Linked DNA regions of Mus musculus: region 2 is linked to region 1. The links are chromatin contacts, called in public Hi-C maps. All regions are on one chromosome and are shown on one strand. The core of a region is the stretch at or near the end of the contact, and the rest is flanking DNA. Distances in the headings are between cores, read along the strand shown. Region 1 holds the start of Prr14l (proline rich 14-like). Region 2 overlaps Depdc5 (DEP domain containing 5).

Evidence for each region. A called contact is a pair of places that touch in the nucleus more often than the background predicts.
Region 2: a contact with region 1 is called in a Hi-C map of the N1E-115 cell line, with 4 times the contacts expected there. The contact joins the enhancer-like site here to the promoter of Prr14l in region 1. A contact is called at or near these places in 1 of 39 promoter capture datasets (macrophages), 4 of 484 Hi-C or Micro-C datasets (the HPC-7 cell line, the N1E-115 cell line, muscle stem cells and 1 more), 4 of 115 datasets of contacts at active chromatin or transcription factors (double positive thymocytes, effector CD8 T cells, embryonic stem cells and 1 more) and 3 of 9 other capture datasets (adipose tissue, liver and pancreatic islet).

The regions. Positions count from the first base shown.
Region 1 is chr5:32,851,726-32,858,628 of GRCm38.p6, reverse strand. It overlaps Prr14l (proline rich 14-like), which reads left to right and starts at 4,399. Exons shown (of 11, transcript NM_194340.2): 1 at 4,399-4,536; 2 at 6,631-6,747.
Region 2 is chr5:32,935,894-32,942,133 of GRCm38.p6, reverse strand. Depdc5 (DEP domain containing 5) reads right to left here. Exons shown (of 43, transcript NM_001170567.1): 26 at 4,430-4,586; 27 at 3,829-3,989. Among named protein-coding and RNA genes, the nearest start is that of Depdc5, 75 kb to the right of the region's middle. Within about 2 kb of position 1,388, at least 29 of the 459 cell types and tissues checked have an H3K27ac peak or open chromatin away from gene starts, as enhancers often do. A contact at or near this core is called in the HPC-7 cell line, the N1E-115 cell line and pancreatic islet, where this site is marked.

The DNA.
Region 1 (6,903 bases), core at 3,150-5,649:
ATAGCCTTTTAACAACTATTTTTCAAAAGTCTCTTCAGGAATACAGGAAGATAATTGCATTATCCATCACAGCTGATCAAGTTTCTCCTCCTGCTAAATGACCAGAGGACCACTTTTTCCAAGGACCCATAACTGTTCTTGCTCCAACAACAAAGCTCCATTACAGCTGATCAAGTTAAAACTCTCCTCCTGAAAAAAAAAAAAAAGCCGCCGGGCATGGTGGCACACACCTTTAATCCCAGCAATGGGGAGGCAGAGGCAGGTGGATTTCTGAGTTTGAGGCCAGCCTGGTCTACAGAGTGAGTTCCAGAACAGCCAGGGCTACAGAGAAACCCTGTCTCGGGAAAAAAAAAAAAAAAAAAAAAAAAAAACCCCAGAAAACAAAAAACAAGAACAAAAACAAAAACAAAAAAAACAAAAAAACTCTCCTCCTGCTAAGTGACCAGAGGACCCATCTATCTCTTCAATGGACCCACAACTACCCCTCTGACAAAGACACTCCTCAGCAGGAAAACAGTCCTGCCTTCCTCTATTACCTAGAGTTTAGAATGACAGTTTCCCGCTGAAAGACTACACCTCCCAGCTTCCCTTGCGGCCAGTCAAGGGAATTCGGGAGGGAACGTGTAAAACGGGTGGTGGTAATTTTATCCCATAAAAAGATCTCAGCTTTCTTTCTAGGGTATGCTCTCATCTTCCTGCATTGAGTGGGACATTCTCTTATCATGGGATGAGGGATTCTCCTGCATAGCTTGGGACATATGGACCATTCATCCATGTGGTTGAGATTGTGTCCCCATCCCCCCAACTTTGCGGTGTGTCTGCCAATAAACACAGTCTTGCCTAAAGTCAGACTTACCTCTCTTTCTTCTTTTCTGCCTCCATTAAGCCACCCTGAGAAATCTCTCTCTCTCTCTCTCTCTCTCTCTCTCTCTCTTTCTCGGGGGGGGGGCAGAGGGGCGGTGGTGGTGATAATAAATTTACCACAACGGAATACGGAATACCTCCTACTTGGAAGTGTCCAGTGTGCAGGTCTCTACCAACCCAAACCCTAAGATATTCCTAGGTTTCTGTGATCCTTTGGTTGTTGTTGATATTCAATTCTGATAATTGAATCCTGGGGGCCAGTGCTCTTCCCCGGAAATGGGGATTGAAAACTAAACCAGTACAGGCTAATCAAACTCTACCACTGAAAACAACCCCAGCTTTCTATGTCCCTCCAATAATCAGTGACAATAGCTATGGTTTTAATGCTACTTTAAAATTGTAATGTAAACCGGGCGTGGTGGCGCACGCCTTTAATCCCAGCACTCGGAGGCAGAGGCAGGCGGATTTCTGAGTTTGAGGCCAGCCTGGTCTACAAAGTGAGCTCCAGGACAGCCAGAGCTATACAGAGAAACCCTGTCTCAACCCCCCCACCCCCAAAAAAAATTGTAATGTAAAATAAGCTACCCTGCAGGGATGACAGTGAAGTGGGTAGCCTGAGAACCTGAGACTTTCATCACAGGAAGCCATGTGATGTGATGCATCTGTAGTCCCACCCCTACTACTAATTGTGGACCTTACCAAAGCTTAAGGGCTACTAGCTAGCCTGGGGAACCCTGGGATCCCAACCTTATCCAGGCCATTGATTATGCTAAACCTAGAGTGTCCCAATGTTCCTATTTGTTGGGACATCTTTCTCTTTAAGAAGAGTTTGGTGAATTACAGTTCCACTCTGTAACCAGACTGGCATTGAATTCATGACAATCCTTCTACCTCTGCTTCCCTCCAAGTTCTGGGCTTATAGGAGCAAACCACCATGCCCAGTGCACTTGCCTCTTCTCCATTTCTTTCTTTCTCTGACAGCTAAGGCTGGGGATGGGACCCAGGCCTCACACATACTGGGCAAACTCTCTGTCCCAATCAAACTTCAGCCCTGTTTTTGAGCTGTGTCATCCTACCAACCTCCTGCTTCATTCTGTAAGTATTTTATAACTAGAGATAGGGTTTCAGGTCATAACACTGCTGTGTTGTCTTCTTTTTTTTTTTTTAAGATTTATTTATTTATTATATGTAAGTACACTGTAGCTGTCTTCAGATGCACCACAAGAGGTCATCAGATCTCATTACTGGTAGTTGTGAGCCACCATGTGGTTGCTGAGACTTGAACTCAGGACCTTCGGGAGAACAGTCAGTGCTCTTTTTTTTTTTCCGGGGGGGGGGGAGGGTTTCGAGACGGTTTCTCTGTGCATCCCTGGCTCTCCTGGAACTCACTTTGTAGACCAGGCTGATCTCCAACTCAGAAATCTGCCTGTCTCTGCCTCCCGAGTGCTGGGATTAACAGTGTACACCACTACACCTGGTTCAGTCAGTGCTCTTAACCGCTGACCCATCTCTCCAACCCTGCTGTGTGTCTTCTAATCATGAAGACCACTGAATCATTAATGCCTCTAGTTAATCACAGAACCTTTTTTTGTTTGTTTGTTTGGTTTTTTGGTTTTTTTCGAGGCAGGGTATCTCTGTATAGCCCTGGCTGTCCTGGAACTCACTTTGTAGATCAGGCTGCCTCCAACTCAGAAATCTGCCTGCCTCTGCCATCTGAGTGCTGGGATTAAAGGTGTGCGCCACCAAGTCTGGCATCACAGAACCTTTTTTAGTTTTTCCCCAGCTTTAACTAAACAAGCTATAGGTTTCCAGTATTTTCCAAAAAATATATAAAAATATATTTGTTTTGTTTTATTTTGAAAGCAAAAGCATTGTAAAACAGTAGAGGATTTGGGAATGGGCCAAGGGGTCTCCCATTGCATGATAAGCAAAAGTTCCCATGGTGGTATATATAATCCCATCACTGGAAGAGTTTGCGGCCAGTCTGAGTGAGAGATTGTTAAAAAAAAAAAAAAGTGTGGGGGGGGTATGTTTTAAAGAAAAAAGCCAGGTGGTAGGGCACATATTTCTTTTTTTTTTTTAAAGATTTATTTTATTATTATATGTTAGTACACTGTAGCTGTCTTCAGACACACCAGAAGAGGGAGTCAGATCCTGTCACGGATGGTTGTGAGCCACCATGTGGTTGCTGGGATTTGAACTCTGGACCTTTGGAAGAGCAGTCGGGTGCTCTTACCCACTGAGCCATCTCACCAGCCCTAGGGCACATATTTCTAATCCCAGCACTTGGGAGGCAGAGGCAGGCAGATCTCTTGAGTGTGAGACCAGCCTCATCTACAGAGCAAGTTTCAGTACAGCCAGGGCTACAAAGAGAAACTATCTTCAAAACTAAAAATAACCAAACAAAAAGTTGATAGATTTTAAGAGGCTACTTAAAAAAAAAAAAGAAAAAAAAAAGAAAAAAGATGGCGAGCCACATCTAAATAGTGAGTTCCAAGTCAGCCTGGACTACATAGGGAGAACCCTATTGCAATATTTCCTATCGAGAGAGAGAGAGAGAGAGAGAGAGAGAGAGAGAGGAGATAAAAGGATAAAAATAAAAATTTAGTAAGATGAATAATACTTTCATGTGACTTAAGAAAACGAATAAGCCAAGCATGGTCGCACATGCCTATTTTCCCTTTATCCAAAAGGTCAAGGCAGGAAGGTCAAGAGTTGAGGCTAGACTGGCACACATAGCAAGTTTCAGACTTGCCTGAGCTAAAAAGTAAGATCCTGACTCAAATCAAATCCTATGTAAACCAGGCTGTCTTCTGCCTTTTTGGGGTTAAAGGAGCGTGCAGCCAAGCCTTGGTTTCCTCTGCAGATCCTAATCAAAGAAAAGGTAATTTCAATTTTCTTTGTAGACCAGGCTGGCCTTGAACTCAAAAATCCGCCTGCCTTTGCCTCCCAAGTGCTGGGATTAAAGGAATGCCAGGTCCATTGTAATTTCTTCCAGACACTTCTTTAGGTGCTATGAATATAGAGTCCTAAAGAAAACAGACAAGGATGGAAAGAAACAGGCAACACAGATAAAATGAGGTACCTTCAATGCTAGAGAGGCAATGAAACAAAATCAAAGTGTAATCAAATACTTTCCTGGGTTATCTTTTGAATTTCAGTGTGATTAGAAGCAATAGGAGGATGGTGTGACCTAAACCTTTGATTATAGTTATTAGAAGGTCCCACAATCTGCCAGGATGGAAGCAGACAGGGCCCTAGAGTGGCATCTGTCCACCTCAGAGATATGGACCATAGCACTGGTAACAGTCTGAGACAGGAACTGGGTAGAACGATGTGTTTCTCTTTAAGAGTCAACGCGGTGGGGGCGGGGCTGAGCGTGTCTGGAGCTAGCGGAGGGTGGAGGTACCAGCCGGGAAGAGCCGCCCTCCGGATTGCGCGCGCGCCGTGCGGGGGCGGGATCGAGACCCGTCCGCATGGCTGGCTTTGGCCCCGGATGAGGAAGTGCGGTAGGTGGGGGGGGAGGGCACTGTGGAAGCGGTGGAAGCTGGAGCGCCCTCGGGCCTCGGCTCCCGAAGATCTGGTAGAGTTGGCGGCGGCGGGGACAGCAGGGACGGAGGCAGCCGACGCCAAAGTGGAGGGATGAGCACGAGCCGTGGAGGAGGCCACAGGGTAAGAGGCCTGGGCAGTCCCACGACCGCCTGGGGGTCCTCCGCCGGACGGTGCTGACTAAAGGGGGTCCGGGCCCCCAGCCTTTCAGGGAGCCGAAGGGCACCGAAGCAGTGCTGTTAGTGACAAACACCCACAGACATCCAGGAGATCAGGCTCTACGTCCCTGGGAGAAAACAGCTTCTCGGAGTCCTGGTTCCAGGGGAAGGAGGCTCCCATTCAACCTTCATCTGCAGGGGACCCCCAACTTCTCTCTCCTTGGAGAGGACGACGCCCCTTGTTGGTATACGCCTTTCCTCGGCTCTGGTCGATTTGTCAGCGAAGGGAGACCCGTTTATGGTGCCAAGGGGAATTCTTTATTCAAAAGAGCGACCCCCACTTTGGTCAGCGTCTTCCAAGTGAAGGAGGTTCTCAACTTTCCCAAAAGTGACAGAGGTATCCTATCTGCAAGAAACAGATCTCTCGATCCTTTATTTTTCACTTTCACCCCAAGATAGAGGGAGGCCCTGAATTTATGATATCGTAAGTCAGCTTTTCTCCCCTTCCCCCAGTCATGTCCACCAAGGGAGCTTTGGTTTTTGTGTTTTTATTAAGTCTCTTAGTATTGATTGAGCTGCTGCTCCTCTTTTGGAGTGTGATATTTGCAAGTTTGTATCTCCCACTTAACATCCTCATGACCTTGCCTCATCCCCTGTCAGTTGCAGCCCATCCTTAACCTGGGTACTTTTTTTTCTCTGAATTGTCATGAGGGCTCAAGGGAACTTTTGTGGAAAATGCTTGGTGCACAGTGAACGTTTGGTCAGTTGTTAGTATTGATATATTAAGAAAGAAAAGTCATGTCCTCAGAGAAACTGTTATTGGCATGAATGTATCCTCCATCACAAATTGCAACCCTCTTTCCACCAGAAAGGCTTTCCCTGCTCCTAAGATACAGTATTCTTCCTCTCACTTTGGATCTTGCTGTACTCTACTCCCTAAGTTAACAGAGAGCCTTGGTGAAAATCAGGGAAAGAAATAGTAAGTTTTGGAAACATGTTAGCACTTTACCTGTTTATTATTTTGATTTGAGGGATTTTTTTTTTATAGCTCGGGCTCAAACTAGGTAGGTAGTCAAGGCTAGCCTCTAGTCCCCCCAATAATCTTTTTTTTTTTTTTTTTTTTTGAGACAGGGTTTCTCTGTAGCCCTGGCTGTCCTGGAACTCACTTTGTAGACCAGGCTGGCCTGGAACTCAGAAATCCGCCTGCCTCTGCCCCAATCTTTTCTCACTTTATAGGACACTCCTAGTTCAGGCATGCACCACCATGTGCCACTTTATGTTTTGTTTTGAGACAAGCTCTCATGTAGGCTGTGCTGGCTTCAGATTTGCTATGTAGCCAAGCCTCTGATCTTCCTGCCTCCATCTCTTCATTAAGAGTCTTAAGAGGGAAGGAAACGTGGTGCCAGAAGCCAGACGTTCTTTGTCCACCAAATCTGTCTAGATCTCCTCTCTCTTCAGTTGCTTTTGTTGGCAAAAAAAAAAAAACAAAACAAAAAAAAAAAAACAAAAAAACAAACCTTCCCCTTATCTACACATCCTCTTCAGCCTCCAGCTCTCCAAAGTAAAAGACTGTCCTTTTCCAGTATGTAAAGCGTTGTAGATGGCTTCCTACCCCTCCCCCTTGGATAAATACATGAACGTCTTTCATATGTGGTGTCTTTTGTCAGTAGACGTCAAGAGCGTTTTCAGTTTAAGCCTCTGTTGAGAGATGGATTGCTTTTTCTGCATGTTAATAAAAAGGGAAAGGAAAACAGCCTTGATGCCTTAAGAGATTCCCTGCACACACACTTCCCATCTAAGAGCTGGGTCCCGTGTGATGATATTCTTCCTGGTCTTGCTTTCAGTTTGTGTTGAGATCTTGATTAGTGGTTTGTTTTTCCTTTGAGACAGGATCTAGCTATGTAGCCCTAGCTGGCCTAACACTCACTGTGTATCTCAGTCTGTCCTCCACAGCCTTCTCGCGTTGGCCTCTTCCTGAGTGTTAGAACCACTGGTGTGAGCCACCACTCCTGGTCTAGGGAGGGCCTAGTAAAAGATTCTTCTTTTTCTGTCCCTCAAGAGGAGGCCTCTTCTCCAAATTCCCTCATGGAAGAATTGGATACAGTGTCTGAATGTCCCTTATGGAGGGGCTGGCTGCAGGATCTGAATCTTTGGAAAAGAAAGCCCTTTTCTCAAGGTGAGAGGAGTGCTGTGAACTCAGGGCGTGATCATTCTTGTGAGTCTTGTTTCTTGACACAAGCATGGCAGTGCTCACTGTTGTTAACAGGGTCTGTACATTCCAGTTCAAGAGGAGGGATTATTGGGGCATGGAGTTTTTCTGATCTGCTTTCTT
Region 2 (6,240 bases), core at 139-2,638, 87 kb before region 1:
ACAACCAAGCCAGTCGGGCAGTGCTGGCACACGCCTTTAATACCAATACTTAGGGAGCAGAGGCAGGCAGATCTCTGAGTTTGAGGCCAGCCTGGTCTACAGAGTGAGTTCCAGGACAGCCAGGGCTATAGAGAAACCCTGTCTCAAACAAACAATAACCAACCAACAAACAAAGAACAGCAGCAAAGCCTGGGCAAGATCCTCATGACCTGCAAATAGAGTATGCTGCTCTCTCCTGCTCAGCTCAGAGAAATGGTCACATGGTGGCAGGTCACTTAGAAGTCCTCAGGAGGAGAAAGGGCAGTAGAGTCTGAGAGAATTCTGACTGCAACTGAACAGAGTACCCCTGACGCACTCCTTCACTTCTGCTGTAGACAGCCTACTGGCTGTCAGGAAAAGCATCAGCGGCTATGGATCACAGCACCCAGCTCAGCTCCCACAGCTCATCCCAACTACGAGCAACCCAGTAAGCAAACATGTATTTGGAGTAACGTTAATGTGTGCCTCCCCCAAGATTCTGCTGGAACAAGAGCTAGCTTCCCCCTGCGGTCAGTGAACCTGAAACAAGGGAGATGCATGACTTGGCTATGAAAGCAACTTTCCAAGTAACAACAATAGTAACAGGATATCAGTGATTTTTATTACCAGGGAAATAAGAGTTTTCCTCTGACAACTAGCCATGAAAAATGAGGGTCACAAATCAGTCAAGACCAGACTGGACACTAGAATTACACACTCACAAGGGACATTCACTATCCATTCAAAAGCAGGCTAGATGTGGCAGTGACATAAAAAAGTCAATTCATAGCCGGGCGTGGTGGTGTACACCTTTAATCCCAGCACTTGGGAGGCAGAGGCAGGAGGATTTCTGAGTTCGAGGCCAGCCTGGTCTACAGAGTGAGTTCCAAGAGAGCCAGGGCTACACAGAGAAACCATGTCTCGAAAAACCAAACCAACCAACCAACCAACCAACCAACCAAACAAACAAACACAAAACCAAACCAAGAGAGTGTACAATATGAAAAGAAGGCAGCGTGTAACAAATGTCAGAGGCGCTTTCTAAGAAAATATTCGCTTTCTAAGAAAATATTCATCTACAGGCTTGGACTAGCTGCCAACTAAGTCCATACACCAGATCCACACTTCTTTAATTTCCTGGCCAGAAGAGCTTTACCAGAACCAACAATGATCTGAAGTTTTACAATGGCCAAATAGGGAAGTGGAGGCTTCATTAGCAACAACGAAGCCAGAGACCAAGACAGCTCACGGACTATTTCAGGAAGTGATTATTGCTTTCCAGCTGCAGGCACCCACATTCACTCCCCATTACACTTATTTGAGATGCGTTCTCCACAACTTGGCTCTTTCTCAGTTAGGGTCACTTGCTAGCCACTAATGGGTGACTCATGCTTGAATCAGGTCACTAAGCATCAGTAATTAAGAAGAAAGATGAACATAGACTCAGGCGAATGTAAATGAATAGAGAACTTGTCTACTACGATTGAGGTCCTGGGTTTCGTCCCAGTGCCGGAAAAAGAAAAAAGACAAAGACACACATAAAAACTTAGCGTGCTGGAGAGATGCTCAGTAGTTCAGAGCACATGTCACTATTCCTAAAGACCTCGTTTGGTCCCAGCACTCATACTGACCTCTCACAACTGCTTGTATAACTCTAGCTCTGGGGGATTTTTATGCCCCTCCCTGGCCACAATGGACTGTGTCACTCCATATATACATTTAAAAACAAACAAACAAACAAACAAACAAACAAACAAACAGTAAACTTAGATTTAGGCACCATCTGAGAACAGGGAGGTGCAACACTAAAAACAATTAAATACCCACTTCCAGGTTTAGAACATTCACTATATACTTGATAACTAAATATTAACTTGGCCTTCTGCTACTCCTAGTTGTCTAAACCAAACTATATCCTGCTTAAAATTAGTCATATCCTCTTTTTTTAAAAAAGAGAATTGTAAGGCAAAAGGGTGCATACCTTAAATGCCACCACTTCAAAGGGAGGAAAAAGTAGATCTTTGGGTTTGAGATGAGCCTGCCTGGTTTATAAAGTGAGTTATAGTCCAGCCAGAGTCTATAAAAGGCTGGACAGTAAAACCCTGTCTCAGAAAACAGAAAGAGGAAGGGATGGAGGGATGGGGAGAGGGACAGGGACAAGGAGAGGGAGAAGAAGAGAGGGAGGGAGAGGGAGATAAAGAAGAATCAGGTTGGCCGGGCAGTGGTGGTGCACGCCTTTAATCCCAGCACTTGGGAGGCAGAGGCAGGCGAATCTCTGAGTTCGAGGCCAGCCTGGTCTACAGAGTGAGTTCCAGGACAGCCAGGGCTACACAGAGAAACCCTGTCTGGAAAAAAAAAAAAAAAAAAAAAGGAGGAGGAGGAGGAGGTTGACCATCTTTAATCATGGCACTTGGGAGGCAAAAACAGGCAGAGAACCCTGTAAGTTTGAATCATCCTGGTCTAGAGTTCCAGGCCTCCACAGAGAAACCCTGTCTCAAAAAGAAGAATTAGGTTTTTTAGAAAATATTTATCTTACTTTTATTTGTATCAGTGTCTGCCTGAATGTATTGATGGATCAGCCTAATTCTACCTTAAGGATGGAAGCCATTCTGTTACAAGGTCAGAACAAGTTCATTGTTGTTTGCTGAAAATTTCAAGTTGACAGTGCTTTAACCAGATGTTCCCCACCTTATGAAGTTTCAATCACACCTTGAATGTACCCTGATAAGATGTTCTTCCAAATAGTTTTGAACTGCTTAGCCAAGTTTGTATGTAACCAAAATTCCTCTGGAAATTCCTCAACCCCCCTATTCTTATAGTGATTTTTTGTTTTCTTTTGTTTTTGGCTATATGGCTTTATAAACCCCACCTCCTCCTGTGTTTGATGATATTTTTCCAAAAGCCTGCTTTAGGGATATAGCCCAGTCTGACAGAAAATAAAGTTTACTTAATTTGAACAAAGAATTTGGGTAATGGTTTTACTCTTCTTTAGTGGGATTAACAGTATGTGTACCACTGGCAGTAAGCCACCATGTGAAAGCTAGGAACGAGAGACCAGGGCCTTCTGCAAAGCAGCCAGTGCTCTTAACCACTGAGCCATCTCTCCAGCTCTTAGAGTTGGGTCTTCTGTGCTGGTTTTGGAATAGGGAATTACTTTGTAGCGGATGCTGACATGTATCTCACCATGTTTGGGCCACCAAACCTAACTGAAATGGTTTTCTTTGCCATTGTTGTTTCTCTGTGTTTGGGTGCTAGTGATGGAACCCAGGGCCTAATGCATGCTCAACAAGCATGCTACCACTGAGCTGCACCACCCTCAAAAGGGCTGAAGTGCCAGTTGGTTTCTATGTCAACTTGACATAAGCTATAGTCATCAGACAGAAGGGAGCCTCAGTGAGCAAATGTCTCCATGAGATCTGGCTGTAGGCAAGCCTACCAAGCAGTTTCTTAATTAGTGATTGGTGGGGGAGGACCAGCTCATTGTGGGTGGGGCCATCCCTGGGCTGGTGGTCCTGGGTTTTATAAGAAGAAAGCAGGCTGAGCAAGCCATTGGGAGCAAGCCAGTAAGCAGTATTTCTCTATGGCCTCTGCATCAGCTCTTGTCTTCGGGTTCCTCCTGCCTTGTGTGAATTCCTGTGCTGACATCCTTCAGTGATAAACAGTGATGTGTTTAAGCCAAATAAACACTTTCCTCCCCAACTTGCTTTGGTCATAGTGTTTTATCACATCAACTAAGACAATAATCAAACGAAAGAAAACCTACTCTCAGGATTTAGAAGAAAAGAGTATAATTTTAGGAGAATCACTTACCTCTGCTATAGAGTGGGCTACTGCTCAATGGGGGTGGGACTGTGGTGTTGGGTTTCTGGGTCTTTGGCTGTACTATGATTTGGTAACCCTGCATGAGACGCTGGCAGATGAACTCTTCAAACACTTGCTGGGCTGTCATTTGAACACCCTCCTCATCCCTCCTGGAAAAGAAATGAGCGAGTGTGTGAGCATGCTTGACCTTGGGCAGTGATACAAACAGTCACTGCGCCTCTTCTCTTGTTTCATCCCAGATTATCACTCTACAGCAACTCATAAAATCCCTAACCTATACACCAGCTTTAGGAGAAATGATCAGTTTAACAAGGTAGAGAAAGAAGACAGAAAAAAAGAATAACCTTAGAAAATACAATCAGATGTAGTGTGCCCAAAACAACTTCCTTAGCAAATACGTTATCCAGGAAGACAAACTGCTCATGTCAACACTGAGAGAAACTTGCAGTTCTTGCACCATCAGATTTCCCAAATACTAAAGGAGGACACGAAAGGCTTCAAACCTCAGTGTTCTTCTCTCTACGCATGTGTTCCAATATACCCATAACCCTCACAAACAAAGCTGGCTGCTTTTGTTCCAGGCACTGACCTGTCCATGTCTGCTTCTGGGAGGAGATCATAGCAGCCCTCTGTGTAGTCATTCTGCAGGCCCTGACGGTCCGGGAAGTAGTCAGTGGTGAGGGGAAGGCATGCAGGAGTAGTAAGAGACTTCCAATCCACTCCAACTGTGCAACAGAAGCCTGGCACTACAGGGGGAGCAGACAGTGTCAGAACTGCCTCGCATAACGGGGAAAAGGTATATGTGGTCACCACGGCAGGTTTGGGTATGGGAGGAAGGGAGAGGGTGGGTGTGAAGTTCATGGTAAAAGGTGATCGAAATTGCCAGGATAGAGAGGGAGCAGAGGGAAGGGGATGGGGGAGGGAGAAAGAGAGAGAAACAGAGTTTGTTAGATAACGCAACACATGCTTATCCAATCCCATCATGCAAATGGGATTCACAGCCGCTTATTTTTCATTTTCTGCTGATCATGAGCTAGAGCTGAAATGCCAGTGAGGTTACTGCAGGGCAGGCAGGGTTATATATCAAAGCAAATTAACATTCTGAGGACAGAAGAGAGGCTCAGGGTAGAGCTTCTCCTTTCGAGGGCTGCAGAGTGTCTGGGTAGAAAAGGAAGAAAGCTCAGCCTAATTGGGAGCAAAATAGCAAATAGCAGCAGAAACAGGAACACTTTCAGAATCACAAGTAATAGATTCAGGATAGGAGGGGAAACCAAAGGAGGACGTCTGGGACAGTTACAAGGCTGGAATTTAGGAGACACGAGTTTGACATCTGCTCCCTAGATAAAGCAGGTTTTCAACACTGGTAACTAACTCCTGACATTTTGGACCAGGCTAGTCTGTTATAGGAGGCTGTGCTGGACAATGAGAGATGCTGAAGAGCAACACTGGACTCTACTCACAAGATGCCAGCAAGGTGCTCTACTGTGAAAACCAGAAATGATACAGACACAAGTCTGGCTTGGATTTAAGACCACTGAGTTAAAGTACAAAGGCCGCTCTATGTGGTTTGTTCCACTAGATTCATGCACTGGTGGAAATATGAGAAATATGGACGCTTTAACAGTGAACTAGAGGCAGCTCGGACAGTCCTTGCCCTACTCTGCTCTAGCTACAACTTACTGCACGAGCTCTCTCCGGCTTTCTAATCATGATGCCATCCACCGCCGTGGGATGCAGTTGGTGAGCGCTTGCCAGAGCCAGCACCACAGTAATCTCTCTCTCCTCCTTCCTCCTCTCTCTCAGAGGCTTGCTATGCATCCCAGGTTAACCTTGAACTTGTAATCCTTCTCTTGGAGCTTCCAGAAGGCTGGGGTACAGTGTGTGCTACACACCAGGCTCTAAACCACTTTTGAATAAATGTTTCCCCCTCAAGTGTTTCACTTGAATGATGAAAATAGACAGGTAGCTATCTCTCTATGTAAAACTGACTCAATCTTTAAGATTTATTTTTTAAATTTTTTATTTTTTTTTGGTTTTTCGAGACAGGGTTTCTCTGTATAGCCCTTGCTGTTCTGGAACTTACTCTATAGACCAGGCTGGCCTTGAACTCAGAAATCCGCCTGTCTCTGCCTCCCAAGGGCTGGGATTAAAGGCATGTGCCACCACTGCCCCACCACTGCCCAGCCTTTAAGATCTTTTAAGTGCAGACTTTTATAAAATCTATAAAAGGAAACAAACAAGGGCAGTAACAACAACCCCTCCACACCCAAGAGTACTGAGTGGGACAGTTTCACAGTGTACACTGTAAATGCAGTGTATGAGCAGTAAGGAGCTTACAACACAGTGTATTTCCCCAGGGCTCCGTCAGCCTCACATCACTCTCCCATGGATGAAAAAGGC